Regions from separate parts of the Sus scrofa genome. Here region 1 is linked to region 2. A link is a contact called in public Hi-C data. All regions are on one chromosome and are shown on one strand. The core of a region is the stretch at or near the end of the contact, and the rest is flanking DNA. Distances in the headings are between cores, read along the strand shown.

The links. A called contact is a pair of places that touch in the nucleus more often than the background predicts.
Region 1: a contact with region 2 is called in a Hi-C map of subcutaneous adipose tissue, with 2.1 times the contacts expected there. The contact joins the promoter of TLE6 here to the promoter of LOC102159087 in region 2. A contact is called at or near these places in 8 of 47 Hi-C or Micro-C datasets (embryonic fibroblasts, epiblast stem cells, fetal heart ventricle and 5 more).

Annotation. Positions count from the first base shown.
Region 1 is chr2:75,548,492-75,555,118 of Sscrofa11.1, forward strand. TLE6 (transducin-like enhancer protein 6) reads right to left here and starts at 2,185. Exons shown (of 15, transcript XM_021084155.1): 1 at 2,066-2,185; 2 at 1,370-1,475; 3 at 570-643. The coding sequence starts at 1,438. LOC110259369 (a long non-coding RNA gene) reads left to right here and starts at 2,228. Exons shown (of 5, transcript XR_002341701.1): 1 at 2,228-2,456; 2 at 2,744-2,926; 3 at 4,557-4,857; 4 at 6,209-6,263.
Region 2 is chr2:75,190,519-75,197,549 of Sscrofa11.1, forward strand. It overlaps LOC102159087, which reads right to left and starts at 1,801. Exons shown (of 1, transcript XM_005654706.3): 1 at 1-1,801. The coding sequence starts at 900. It overlaps NFIC (nuclear factor 1 C-type), which reads right to left. Exons shown (of 10, transcript XM_021084131.1): 10 at 2,626-5,245. The coding sequence ends at 4,962.

The DNA of each region.
Region 1 (6,627 bases), core at 935-3,434, 360 kb after region 2:
GATCGAACCAGTGCCGCATTGGTTACAACATTGGATCCTCAACTGCTGAGCCATCAGGGGAACTCCTTAATGCATTTTGTTTGTTTTTTTCCCTTCCTTTTTAGGGCTGCACCTGCATTACAGCACATGGAATTTCCCAGATTAGGGGTTGAATCCGAGCTGCAGCTGCTGGCCTACACCACAGCCACAGCGACACCAGATCCGAGCCACAGTTCATGCAATGCAGGATCTTTAACTCACTGAGCGAAGCCAGGGATCCAACCTGCATTCGCATGGATAACAGTCGGGCTCATTACCGCTGAGCCACAATGGGAACTCCTTCAAATATACAATTGAATGCAAGCAAATTCACACTAAATGACAAAATAAATCAAACATTTAAATGCAAGCCAGGTTGGTTTTTACCGGTTTTCCTTCCTTTTTGCTTCGGCCTCCAATATGCTTCCTCCCCCCACTCCCTTCCTTTTAATTGTTCTGACTTTTAGGCCAATGAGACACCAAGTGGGATTTTTTTCCTCAGTGGGACTTGGGGCCACAGCCAGGCTCCAGCTGCCGAGAATGGCCCTCACCTGGGGAACTGCTGCTTGAGTTGATCCAGAACCTCCTGGTAGTTCAGGGCTGGAAGGCTGGCCTCAGGATGAGCCTGGAGAGATTGAAAGAGGGATAAACAAGACCCACAGGCTCCCAGTATCCCAGCAATCAGGTCATCAGTTCCCAGGAGGGAGGGGTGGGACTTCCTGAGACCTGAAGATAACTGGCTTGCTCTCTTATTACTTAAGTACCCACAGGCATCTTCCATTTTGCTTCTTGGCCTAAAGTTGAAAATATTTACTCTCTGGCCCTTTAGAGAAGTTTGCCTGCCCCCGGCCTAAGCTTAGAAATAGTCTTTTAGGAAGGAATGGGGGGAGGTTTTTTTTTTTTTTTTTTTTTTGGTTCATAAAATATTAACTGAGGATTTCTCATTGTGGTGCAGAGGAAAGGAATCTGACTAGTATCCGTGAGGATTTGGGTTCGATCTCTGGCCTTGCTCAGTGGGTTAAGGATCTGGCATTGCCATGAGCTGAGGTGTAGGTGGCGGACTCAGCTTGGATCCTGTGTTTTTGTGGCTATGGCTGCAATGTAGGCCAGCAGCTGCAGCTCCGATTGGACCCATAGCCTGGGGACCTCCATATGTCATGGGTTCAGCCCTAAAAGGACTAAATAAATAAATATCTTAAACCATGATGGGTTGGTGTCCCCAGCTTAAGGCCTGGCAAGACAGGCCTACATCTCTTCCTCTCTCAGGAGCAGGAGAACTAGATTTGAGCCCAGCCCCCAACCTCTTACCCCCTCTCCCCCAGGGGCTAATGCCAAGCCAGGCCCTCCTCACCAAAGTTCCTGGAGGCCTCACCATCTTTTGAAGGTGCTCGTGGGGGCTGCGATGGCCCCGAGAGGTCATCTTCAGGCAGAAGTCACAAAGACTTTAGCCAGGGACTCTAATAAAAGTAACAAGACAGAAGATCATGAACACAGAAGGCTGGGCAGTGGCAGGGACAGAAGCAGCTCTACCCCACCCTCGGCCTCCCACCCACCCCTGCCAGGACCCAGTCCTGAGTCCCCAGTCCCCTCCCTGCCTGCGGTATTCCACAGCATTCCCTACATCCTACATTCACTCATCTACCCCGCTGTTGCTTCCAGCTGTGTTAATTAGTGATGGGGACCCTAGGACCTCACCTTATGAGGTGGTGGGGGGGGTATGGTTCTGAACACCTACACACCCCGCCAGGAGCAGTCAGGGTGGGAGGAAACCCAGAGAAGGATGCCAAAGCTCAATCTTAGTTTTGAGACAACTTCTTAAAGTACGGGAGAACATAATTTGGAAAGGGGTTTTGACGGATGAGTAAGAGTTGGCCAGGTGCATTAGGAGAAATTTCTCAGGAGGAAAGAGACTTCGCTCTACTCCAATCACTCCTGTAGCAGCAAGCCTAACCCTTCTTCACTTCGCTTCTACCCCTCAGCATCCCTCCAGCCTCCTCCCCAGCCCAGGGACCCTGAGGTCCTCCAGGAGACCGGCGGGTCTACTCGCCTCCCTCAAGATCGTGGCCCGTGAGGTGCCAGGAAGATGCCGCGAGGGTCGGCCAAGTTCAGGCAGACTGGAAGCGCCTCCTCCCATCCCCCGGGGCCAATTGACCCATCGGGCCCCACCCCGGCCCGCCCCAGCCCCGCCCCGGCCCGCAGCCACCTGAACCGGGAAGCTGGTCAATGAGCAGGGAGCAGCTGCACGTGGGCTCAGGCTCCGCGGGCGGCTGCTGGCGGCGCTGGCCAATGGCTAGGCTGCTTTCCCACGTGGGTCTCGGTCGCCGTCGCTGATTGGTCGGCTCTCCCCAGCCGCCGGCCGGACTGTCAATCAGCGCGCCCGGCGCCGCAGCTTAACCCTCGCGGTCCCGCTGCAGGAAAGGGTTGCTTGCAGAGTCAAGGTAGTTTGGGGTTCAGGCTGGAGTAAAGATATTTAGAAGGACAAGGGGTTTGGGGGTCTGAGAGGGTAGAACTTGGGGAGGGCCTGGGAGGCTTGTAGTTGCCTTGTTTGGTGAGAAGCCTTATAATTTTTTCGTCTTACCCAGGAGTGACTCGTGGCTGGGAGGCGGGGGTGGGGTGGGGCGCTGAGAGTGGAAGTGGGGGGATCTTAGGTAGGGCAGTCTCGCTCTAGTCCTTAGATACGCACTAAGACCCTTTTCCTCAATATTAAAAAACTGAACTTTTTTAGTTCCAGGCTTCCCAGGAGCCAAACCCAGGGCTGTGCATTTTATCAGCGAATTTTCCCTGCTGCTCTTCAAGCCCAGGGACAGAGGCTCTGAGAATCTGAGAACCAAAAGCTGGAGCTGCAAAGGCCTTGGGACTATTGGCCTAGTTCAGCTCTCTCAGGTTCAAGGCCAAGAGAGAAAGAGTGGTGGGTACTCTAGGCCTGGGGTGATGTCAGACTTAGGGGTGGGGTGTGTGGAGGGATTCTGAGATGTGAAGCCGTTAGTCCAGAGTTTGGGGTGAGACGCCAAGTTTGTGCCCACCCCAGAGCCTTTACACTGGCTCTTCTCCCCTGGGCCAGAGAGGGTCTCTCCCCTGACTGCCACTGACTGGATCCCTCACCTTCAGCTCTGGGTCAGAGGTCACCACCTTAGGGAGGCCTCCATTCTCCCTTTCTTATTTTTCTCCAAATCTGTTTTATATTGGAGCTAATCTTGTAATCTCCATGGCCCTAAACCCTGTTGTGTTCAAAATTCACAGAATGCTGATGGGGATTCTTATACCTGCCTGCACCTGGAGGGGGTGGGAAGGATGCTGGCTTGGGATCCACACAAACCGGAGAAATCTCCCCCACAACCCCATCTTGTGCTTTGTGGGGGGTGAGGAGTGTGTAAGGGAAATAGGCCACTGAGGGTTCAGATCTTGGGATGTGCAGCCCCTAGGGGTTATGATGTAAACACACAAATTGGGTTTTGTGGCTTATCTATGGAGAAGAAAGTGAGGGCTGCCACGGATTGGCGGCAACTAAAGGTTTTCGCCCTTGATCCCTCCACTGGCCCTCAATTGAAGTGTATTATATTTATGGTCCAGTCTGCTGCTAATTGCCTCTCCCTGTGTGCTCCCCTCCTCTCCATGGTTGTCGTTGGTCAGCTGGACACACCAGTTTATCCGAGGCTGTCTTGTCTCCTAGGGTATCTGCTGGATACCTGTGGTTATTTAAATTAAAATGAATTAAAATGAAATAAAACTTAAAAGTCAGTTCCTCGGGCACACTGGCCCAAAGAATGTCAATTGCTCAGTAGCCACATGTGGCTAGGGATAACCATCCCCACTGCAGATCTAGAACCTTCCCATTACCTTCCCATTGCCAGTGAGAGCAGAACCAGATCTGAGGTTCTTTTTTGGCCAGACCCAAGGCATATAGAAGTTCCCAGCCAGGGATCAAATCCCAGTCTCAGCTGAGAATCCTTAACCTCCTATGCCACCGCGGGATCTCCCTGAGGGTCTTAAAAAAGAAAAAAATCCTAGGTCCCTCTGGAAATCAGAAGCATTTTAGAGTAGCTACTCTGTCTCCACTTGTGGGATGTCCCTGAGCATGGGGTTGGGGTCACATTTGCCATTTTGGCTGATGTGGCTCCTTCTGCTTCTTCCTTTCACTGTCCCCTGCTTGCTCCAGCCTGGCCAGCAGGGACACAGCCTCCTTGAGCACTCAGAAAGGGGGCAGATGACACAGCTCCTTGGGAAGGAGGAAGCTAAGATTTCTTTCTTGGTTCTCGAGTTGTTGTGGTTTACTTGGAATCCAAGGTTTGGATGAAAGTTGGAGAGAAAAAGTCTTTGCATTTCCAAAGCTCTTTCATTCCCCTGGGCCCACCCCGGAGACCTCAGACCCTGCTGCTCAGAGGCCCCAGGATCACTTGGGTTGGGTGTGGACCAGGAAGGGGGCTCAAGAGCCCAGGGTGGGGAGGGGGCTGTGGAGTGACCACAGAGAGGTGACAGCTGGGAGGTAGTGACAGGTTTCAATGCCACCCCCTCATACACGTTCTCTCTTTCATCCCCAGAACCTCCCAGTGGGCCACGTGGGCCACAGACAATAGCCAAGTGACAACAGTGCAGGTGAAGCTGCCGAAAGGCTGGAGGTAGAGGGTGTGTGTTTCCAGGCAACAGATGAATGACCAAGAAACTGCAAGCCAGAGACCCTCCAGAGATGCTGGCCGGGCTGGGAGTTGCCCAAGGACCCTAGGCCCCCAGCTGGCCCTGCTCCCAGCCACCACATGAACTTAGCCTGGCCCCAGGAAAAGTGAATTGATTGAATTACCCGGCATTGATTGAGGTTTGCTTTCTGCCACCTGGTGGAAAGAGGTTCGCATTCCTTTCCTGCATTCCCTTCTGGGCGCCTGCTGTAACAACCACAAACCTGGGGAGCTTAAAACAACAGAAATGTATTCTTTCCCATTCTGGAGGCGGGAAGTCCAAAGTCCAAAGTCAAGGCTTTGGCCAGCAAGGCTCTGCTCCCTCTGAAGTTCTTCAGGAGAGCATCCTTCCTGCTCTTCCAGTTTTTGGTGGTGCGGGTGGCCTTGGTTTGCAGATGTGTCACCCCAGTCTCTGCCTCTGTCCTCACATGGCCATCTGTGTGTGTCCAAAGGTCCCTTTTCTTTTTTTGTCTTTTGTCTTTTCAGGGCCATACTTGTGGCATATGGAGGTTCCCAGGCCAGGGATTGAATCGTAGCTATAGCTGCCAGCCTACGCCACAGCTCACAACAACGCCAGATCCTTAACTCACTGAGCGGTGCCAGGGATCAAACCCACGCTGTCATGAATATTAGTTGGGTTTGTTAACCACTGAGCCACGACAGGAACTCCCTTTTTTGTTTTGTTTTGTTTCTACAGCCACTCCTGTGGCATATGGAGTTTCTCTGGCTAGGCGTCAAATCAGCTACAGCTGCAGGCCTACACCACAGCCACAGCCACATCAGATCCAAACCACATCTGCCACCTACCTCGCAGCTTGTGCAACGCTGGATCCTTAACCCACTGAGTGAGGCCAGGAATGGAACCTGCATCCTCATGGATGCTCGTCAGATTCTTAACCTACTGAGCCACAACGGGAATGCCCAAACATCCCTCTTCTTATAAGGACACTAGTCACTGGATTTGGAGCCACCCTACTCCAGTATGACCTCATCTTATTTAATTATATCTGCTAAGACCCTGTTTCTGAGCAAGGTCCTAGTCCCAGCTACCAGGGGTAAGGACTTAAATGTATCATTTTAGGGGACACAACTCTACCTTCCAGGAGGGAAGATAAAAGAGAAATTAAGTAACTAGAGCAACCCCCTCAACCCTCAGTGATTCCTGACATCCCTGTTGTGCATGGGAGGAAACAGGCTCAGAGAGGTTGACTGACTTGCCCCACGACCTGCTGTTGTTACTCAGTGGCTAAACTGGGATTTGAATCCCAGAAGTACACGGATAACCCTTACACCTTAATGCCCAGATCTTAATGAAACCCCTTTGTTTGAACTGTCTACATGGTGGTTGGGTTGGACCACCAAACTTGGAGGAAAGTGTAACCATCCCGAAGTGAATTTGGGATCTCTGGGACCTGGAGCTCCTAAAGAAATCTGGATGTATTAGTTAGCTACTGCTGTTTTGCAAAGTGCCCCCAAGCTTAGTACCTTGAAATAGTAAATGTGTATCAATCACCTCACAGGGCTCTGGTGGTCAGGAATCTGGGGGTGGCTTCCCTGATTCGGTGTGGATCACTGGTGAGTATGGTGCGCATTTATCCACATTTCAGCCTTTCTCATGTCCCCTCCCCCCCTTTTTTTGTCTTTTTAGGGCTACACCCATGCAGCATATGGACATTCCCAGGCTAGGGGTCAAATTGGAGCTGTAGCTGCCAGCCTGCACCACAGCCACAGCAAGACCAGATCCGAGCCATGTCTGCAACCTACACCATAGCTCATGGCAATGTTGGATCCTTAAACCACTGAGTGAGGGCAAGGATTAAATCCACGTCCTCATGAATACTAGTTGGGTTTGTTACTGCTGAGCCACAACAGGAACTCCTCTTGTTCTCTTCTTTACAGTGAACATCTTCTGCCATCCAGAACTCAATTTAAAATCTCT
Region 2 (7,031 bases), core at 551-3,050:
CTGAGGCCTGGGGGACCCCCAGGGAGTGGGGGAGGAGAACCCCAAAGCCACACCAGCAGACATGTGAGGCACTGCTTGGGAAAAGACTGTTTTGGTATCGCTGGCAACAAGTCCTGCTGGGATTGCTTTGGGTCTGTCTCCCCCGTCTCGCTTGGGGGGAGAGGGTGGGTGGGGGGTGGGCCTCCGGGCCAGCTCGGACCCCACACGCTCTGAAATGCTTAGGGATGGATGGACGCGGGGGAGGGGGTGGGGGTGGGGAGGAGGTGTCAGTTTGGAGTTGAGACTCTCAGGAAGTGTCCAAAGGGGCAGAAACGGAAAGACAGGAGGATGCAGGGGAAAAGTCGGCCTCAGAGAGAATCCAGGCCAAAATAAAAAGTAGCCACTGTATAATCTGTAGTACGAGAAAAGAAAGTCCAAAATTATATATATATATGTATATGTATACTCTAGCCCTACACTGGAGTCAAAGTACCGTTGGAGAAGCCAGAGTGGGGGTTGGGGACCCTGTGTGTGGTCTCTTCCAGGGGCTGGACGGGTGCTCCCGGCCCCGGGTCCTGCCTCACTGGCCGCTGTCCAGCCATATCTGCTTCCTCCTGGAACACTGCTGTCTCTGGGGACAGAAAGTTCTGGAGCTGTCTGCTGCTTGGGGAGCTGCAGCAAGGCGCTCCCTCCCAAGTCTCTCCTTTGGGGTTCCTTTCCAGTCTGATTGTCTAGCTTGGAGTGGGATCTGGGCTCAGGGCTCTGCCAGAACCTGAGTTTCAGCCATGGGCACGGGGGACCCCAGATGCCCCCATCTCCGCGTGCATCCAGGGCCGGGTCTGCTCCCTCTCCATACCTCCCTCTCCACCCCGCCTGGGGTCTGGTGCCCTCATCCAAAGGGAGAAATGGGGCAACTTGCATCTACTGGGGAGGTCTCCCTAGTCCACAGCAAGGGCTGGATCCCAAGGTCAGGCTAGGGGACTCTCCATGGGATAGACAGTGGGTGAGTGGGTGACAGTGGGCTTGGGAGGGGATGGGGTTTGCCAAGATGTCAGTTTCATACATATCAAAAAACCACCCAACACACCCTGCAGGCCCCCCGCCCCCGCCCCCTCCCAGACATGAACCCAAAGTGCAAAGGCTAGTGTTTCTGCCTTATTCAGACACACAGCTGGGGGCCAGGAAGGGTGGTGCTTTGGGTGCTGTGAGGTGTGGGTCATGAGGGACAAGATGGTCCCAGTGAAACCCTTGGGGAGGGGTCCTGTGGGGATGTGCCACCCACTCCCTCTGCCACTGGCTGCTCCCACATCCCTGGCGTGGGCCTGGGGAGTGAAAACCAGCAATCAGCCCTGGGGAAACTGACAGGCATGGCCTTGGGCTCTCAGGCCAAAGGGCAGTCCTTAAGGGCAGTGTCAAGGCCAGTGGAGGCCTCAATCTGGGCTCTCCCTCTGTCCCCTGGGGCTTGCTGAGGTGTCTTTTTGGAAGAAAACATGGCATGAGCATATGGTGGTGCATGAAAGCCAGGGCCTGTCTGCAAGGCCCCACCCGGCTCTGGAGACAATTCGAAAATCTGAGGTGTCGGCTGGAGGATGAGTGGGGACCTTTCTCCTGGTGTATCCCCATGGGAGATGGCTGAGGGGCGTGGGGGCGGGGAGGGCCAGTGGTGGCCAGGAGGGATGGCCTGAGGTTGCAGGACCCAGCCCTTTGGTCCTCCTGCCCAGACACCCCACTAACAGCTACTGTCTCAGCTTTGGTTGAGTTAAAGTCAAGGAAATTGGGGGGGGGGGTGGAGTGGAAAGAATCAAAAAAAAAAAAAAAAAAAAAAAAAAAAGAAGAAAAAAGAGAGAGAAGATAAAACCAAGTAAAAGACAACAGCATGGCCAGCCCCCAGGACAGGGCTTGGGACGCGGTGCCCGCGGCCACTCCTCACGCCCTGGCCCCCTGCCGCCGGGCCTCCAATGGCTGAGCTAGACCTACAGGTACAGACAGACAAATATTGCATATATCGGGTTTGGTTTTCATCTTTTTGTTTCACACCAGACCCCCTCCACAGTCACAGCTGGAAGACTTGGTGGAACTGGGTGGGTGGGGCAGGAGGGACCTGCCACCCAAGGCCAGTCTCCACGGGTGGGTCCTTTGGCAAGAAGGAAGGGGCTGCACAGGGGGACGAAGGAGTGGGGGTGGGACAGCGATGTGACCCTGAGCCAGGGGGACGCCAGCTTGCAGGAGAGGTGGGTGGGGGAGGTCTGGCTGCCAGCAGGGTGGTTCCCCCATGGGGACACCGCCTGGGTCGTGGGTGCACGCGTGGCGTCTGGGGGGCTGGCCAGCGGCCCAGTGAGGGGAGAAGCCCTTGCTCAGGGCCCACCCCTGAGGTCTGTCCGCTGCTTGTGGGCAGGGGATTCAGAAATGACCCCTCTGGAGCCCGAGGGTGGGGCCAGGGGTTGCAGAGCACCAGGGGGCACCCCCAAAGCAGCAGGAGGCGTGGAGACAGAGCTGAGGGTGGGCTGGGGGTAGGGCGATTGTTCCATGGATTGATTTTTTAGCAATGTGATTTTTAAGCATGTGATTTTTCTTTTTTAAATTCTTAATTTCTTTTACAAATAGAAATACGTCCCTTTTCAATTTTTACTTTTTATTTCATGTCACTGTCTTTTTTTTTTTTTTTTTTTTTAAACTACACGAGCAGTGCATGCAGCTATCTGTGTGCGCTGATATTGTTTAAAGGTAATACTTATTTTCGGAAGGCAAGGCACATCATGTGGTAGAAAATTTCGTGCAAATTAGGAAACATGGAATTTTTTTAAGGTTTTTTTTTTTTGTATCTTTTTTTTCTTTTAAAGAGGAGGGGTGGGGGGAGGGCTGGGGAGGGCTGGGGAAGGGAGATAGAGCCAGGTATAATTTGCCATGCAGATATCAGCCGCCGCGAGCTGACGTCAGGAGCCAGGTCACAGGAGTCCTTGACTAAGCACCATGCAAAGTTAGGTAGCTGGGGGCCCGCCAGGTGCCCCCTCCCCTACCCCGCCTACCCGCACCCTAAGGTTCCCAGCTGAGAAGCTTCCAGACACCATCAACTGCACGAGCCATCCCTCCTGCCCTGCCGGAGAGTGACCCATGCTTTGGTCCCCAACAGCCACCTGGTGGAGGGGCCCTGGGGACAGCCGGACCAAGGGTTCTGAAACCCCTCCGGACAGCGGGAGGGGGGCTGGTGGGAAGGGTCTTGGGTCTTTCTCCTTATGATCGAGTGGGTTTGCCAAGCCCCTTGGGCTCGTTTGGGAGGAAAGTCCGGTGTCTGGGGAGGTGGGAGGAGGCTGACCAGGCCCGGGGTATAGGCAACCGGAGGAGAGGGCCAGGCTGGGAGCAGAGGAGGTGGAGGCCCTGCCCAGGGCAATGGCTTTGGCCTAGGCCCAGGGATGGGGGATGTGGTGGGGAAGAGATTCCCCAGCGCCAGGCATGGAGGAGACCAGTTGGGGCTCAGACGGATGGGCCTGGTGACCCTAGAACACCTAACACCCCCTCCCAGGCCCCCCCACCCAAGATGGCCATCCTGGGGTGGGGGCAGGGATGGAGCTGGGCAGCTGGGGTGAGGGGGCACCTGGTATCCCCAGGTTTAGTGTTTTTGGAGCGGCTCAACGGAAAACGCTTAGCGGATGAGATCCCCTAACCGGCTGCAGGGAGCCCCGAGGTGCTGACCCTCCCCACCCCCATTCAGAACCCTCCCCGTCCAGGCGCCATGTGGACTGCACTCGGCCTGGCTTTCTCTCCTTCTGGTGGGCCAGCTGCAATGAACCTCCCGGTTGTGCCCCACTTTGGGGAGGGGGATGAAAGTGCAAACCATGGTCCCCTTTTGGGCCGGGAGGCACCAGGGAGGGGGTGTTGCTCCAGGATGTAAGGCACTGGCAGAGGAGGTGTGTGTGGGGGGGCACACCGGCTTCCCCAGATCCCACCCCTGCGCCACAGCATGGCAGGATGCTGGGGGGATGCCCAGCTCTGCCCCTTGGGCCCACTTGGGGCGGGGGTCCCATCTCTCTAGCTCCCAGGGAGGCATAGCAATGAGGGGTCAGCGACGGGAGGGACCAGGTTTTGGGGGAGGAGGGCGGAGGATGCCCACGGCCACTTGCGTCCCAGCTGGACAAAGGGGAGGGGGGCGGGCGGTGGGAATCAGGCACTTAAACCACTCGCTCTCACCTCCCACCTCCATGGGCTAAGTGGGGGGTCCTCCCCTTTCAGGGCTTGGGTGGAAGGAGAGTCAGAGGGGTGCCCCCTTGGGAGCTCTGGGTCTCTCCCCTCCACCGCCCCCAGCCCCTTCCTCGGAAAGTGCATTTCTTACAGTGTGTGCAACTCGGAGCCCTCCCCCCCTCCCCCAGGGGTGTGGAGCCGGGGCTGGGGTGCGGTGGGGTGGCCTCCTATGCCTGGGGTGGGGCTGGGGGTCATTTGCATAGAGACATCTCCCAAACCGGGTGGCGTGGGGCTTCGCGAAAGACCAAGTCCCCAGTGCGCTCTGGGGCAGGCGGAGGTCCATGACTACAGGACACTCCTGAGAGTATTGGCCACGTGTCCTGGGCCCCTGGCGACGCCCGGGGTCTCCCCACAACCCTCTTCTGCCCTCGTCACTTCCCTGCCCACCTCGGCCTCCATGGTAGCCTCCAATGCCTCCAATGCCCGCTGCTGGGGTCCTCCACGGCCCTGGCCCCGTGGGGCCTGCCTCCCCACTTGGCAAACAGTCGCAGGGGCCCAGCTGATGTCCAGTGGAGAGGTGGCCTCGCTGGGTGTACCGCCCTGTTGGCCGGGCGCGGGCACCAGGCTGCGCTCACCTGGTCCTGGGCAGAGGCGGGAGCGGCCGTCCCTCCCAGAGCAGCAGCAGCGAGAGGAGATGAATAACTTAGGGAGGCCCCTTCGCGCCGGCTCCCAGGGGTGGCAGGGCCTGGCCCTCTGGTCCAGTCCATCCGGCCGTGGCTTCCCAAGAGTCCGAAGCGTTGCCATCTTTACCTTTTGTCTTCTTGGTTGGGTGGGTTTGTTTTTATGTGTGGCTTTTTTCTTTTTCCCTTGTTTTTTTTTTTTTCTCCTTTTTTTCTTTCTTTTTTTCCTCCTGTGTGTATGTGTCTGTATGGTTTGTCTTTCGGCCGGGCTGGGCGTCGGCGGGGTGTTCTTGCTTGCTTTAGCTTTCCACCGAAAACGTGGGCCGGGGGCCAGCTATGCAGCCCCCCGGGATTCCCGGGACGAAGGAGCAGGGCGTGGGAAGAAATCTTTCTTATCCCAGATACCAGGACTGGGTGGCCCAGAGAAAGAGAGAGAGAGGGAGAAAGAGACAGAGAGATGGGGGTCAGGCTCTGACAGCTACTGCCCATACCCACCACGGCCCCCCGACCCCCAACCCCGGGACCTGTGACCTCTGTCTCCCCTATCCCAGATCTGTCATAACCTGCTGGCTGAACCCTGGGCAAGTGACCTTGCCCCTAAACAGTGCTGCTACATAAAAGTCAGGATGCCCAGGGAAAGCAGAATTCTGGATACAGTGAAGAGACCTTTTAACACAAGTATATCCCTTTCAATTTCGGGGATATGCTTATGCTTAAAAATTTTTTTTTTCTTCAATCCTTCGATTATCTGGAATTGAAGTCTTCATTTTGCTTTTTTTTTTTAGGGCTGCATCTGTGGCATATGGAAGTTCCCAGGACAGGGTTCCCTACACCACAGCCACAGCAACACTGGATCCAAGCCACGCCTGCAAGCTACGCTGTAGCTTTTGGCAACACCGGATCCTTAACCCACTGAAGGAGGCCAGGGATTGAACCCACATCCTCATGGATACTCGTCGGGTTCTTAACCCAGTAAGCCACAACAAGAACTCCTGGAATTGAAATCTACCTGAGCATCCTGTAGTTTTGTTTGCTAAATCTGGCAACCCAACACCTTTGAGCCTTGGGCCCTGAGAATAAAACGGGGGGGGGGCGGGGCGCGCGATGGTTGAATTTTTATGAAGCACCACCATATTGAGGCTCTGGGACTACGGTGGCTTGTTTCCTTTTTTGTTTTTAACATTTGCCTACTTAATGGTTTCCCCAGAACACCCACAAAAGAGGAACCCTTGCTTCCTACTCCGTTTTGCAGAGGAAAAACCAGGCTCATAGAAGTAAAGTAACTTGCCCAGGTCCACCAGCGTGGGAGGGGCAGAGCCGGAACTCAAACCCAGGCCTGTGAGGCCCCAGTTGTTGCTTGTCCCTTGCCTGGGGCTGACCCCTTAGCCTGGCCTCTGGGGGGGTCATGACCCCCACTTTACAAAAAAGGAGACGGAGGATCCAGGACAGGAGGCCAGCCTGCACAGACTGCCCCAGTCTGGGTCTCCCCAGGGAAGCGGCTGTACAGCCCCTTCCCCTGAAAGTACATCTTCCGCCCCACACCGCTGAGGTCACAGCAGAGCTGTCCCCCCAACCCCTGCTGTAAATCAGTAACACCCCTTCCCACCAGGCTGCCCTCCAGCCGAAGGGCCATCCCATAGAACTGGCGCCGAGGCTCCCAGCCCCCCACCTCCAGCCAAGTTCAAGTTCATCTTGGCCATTACCTCATGTCTGGTTTCCGTTGGCAACCAGACAGATTCTGGGCGTGACCCTCCCCTGTGGTGGCCGGCCTCCCCTAGGCCCTTCCTCCCTGCCTCCTCCCCTCCTAGGCTCTCTGCTAGGCTCTGGCCCCCCTCTGTATTGGGGGGAGGGGGGCAGACACCCTCAATATCCTTCCCCATCTGCGTTGCCAGGGGCAAGGTCTGGGCTCTGGCATTCCCTTGACCTGGCCGGAGCCACCAGTGTGGCTTTGGGCACATGGCTTAACCCCTCTGGTCCTTAGTTTGCTCATCTGCTGAATGGGTGTGATGCTGAAGGAAGCTGGTGGTGTCTGGTGTAAGCGGGGTGGGGGGTTGGGGAGGGGGGGTGTCAGAGCCCACAGGCCCCATTCTGGGGGCCACAGTGAAGGACGGCTCAGGACTGGGGGGATTGACTATGAGAGCCGAGGGGTGGGGGGATACAAAGTGCACAGTGGATCAGGGAGAGATCAAGTGACAT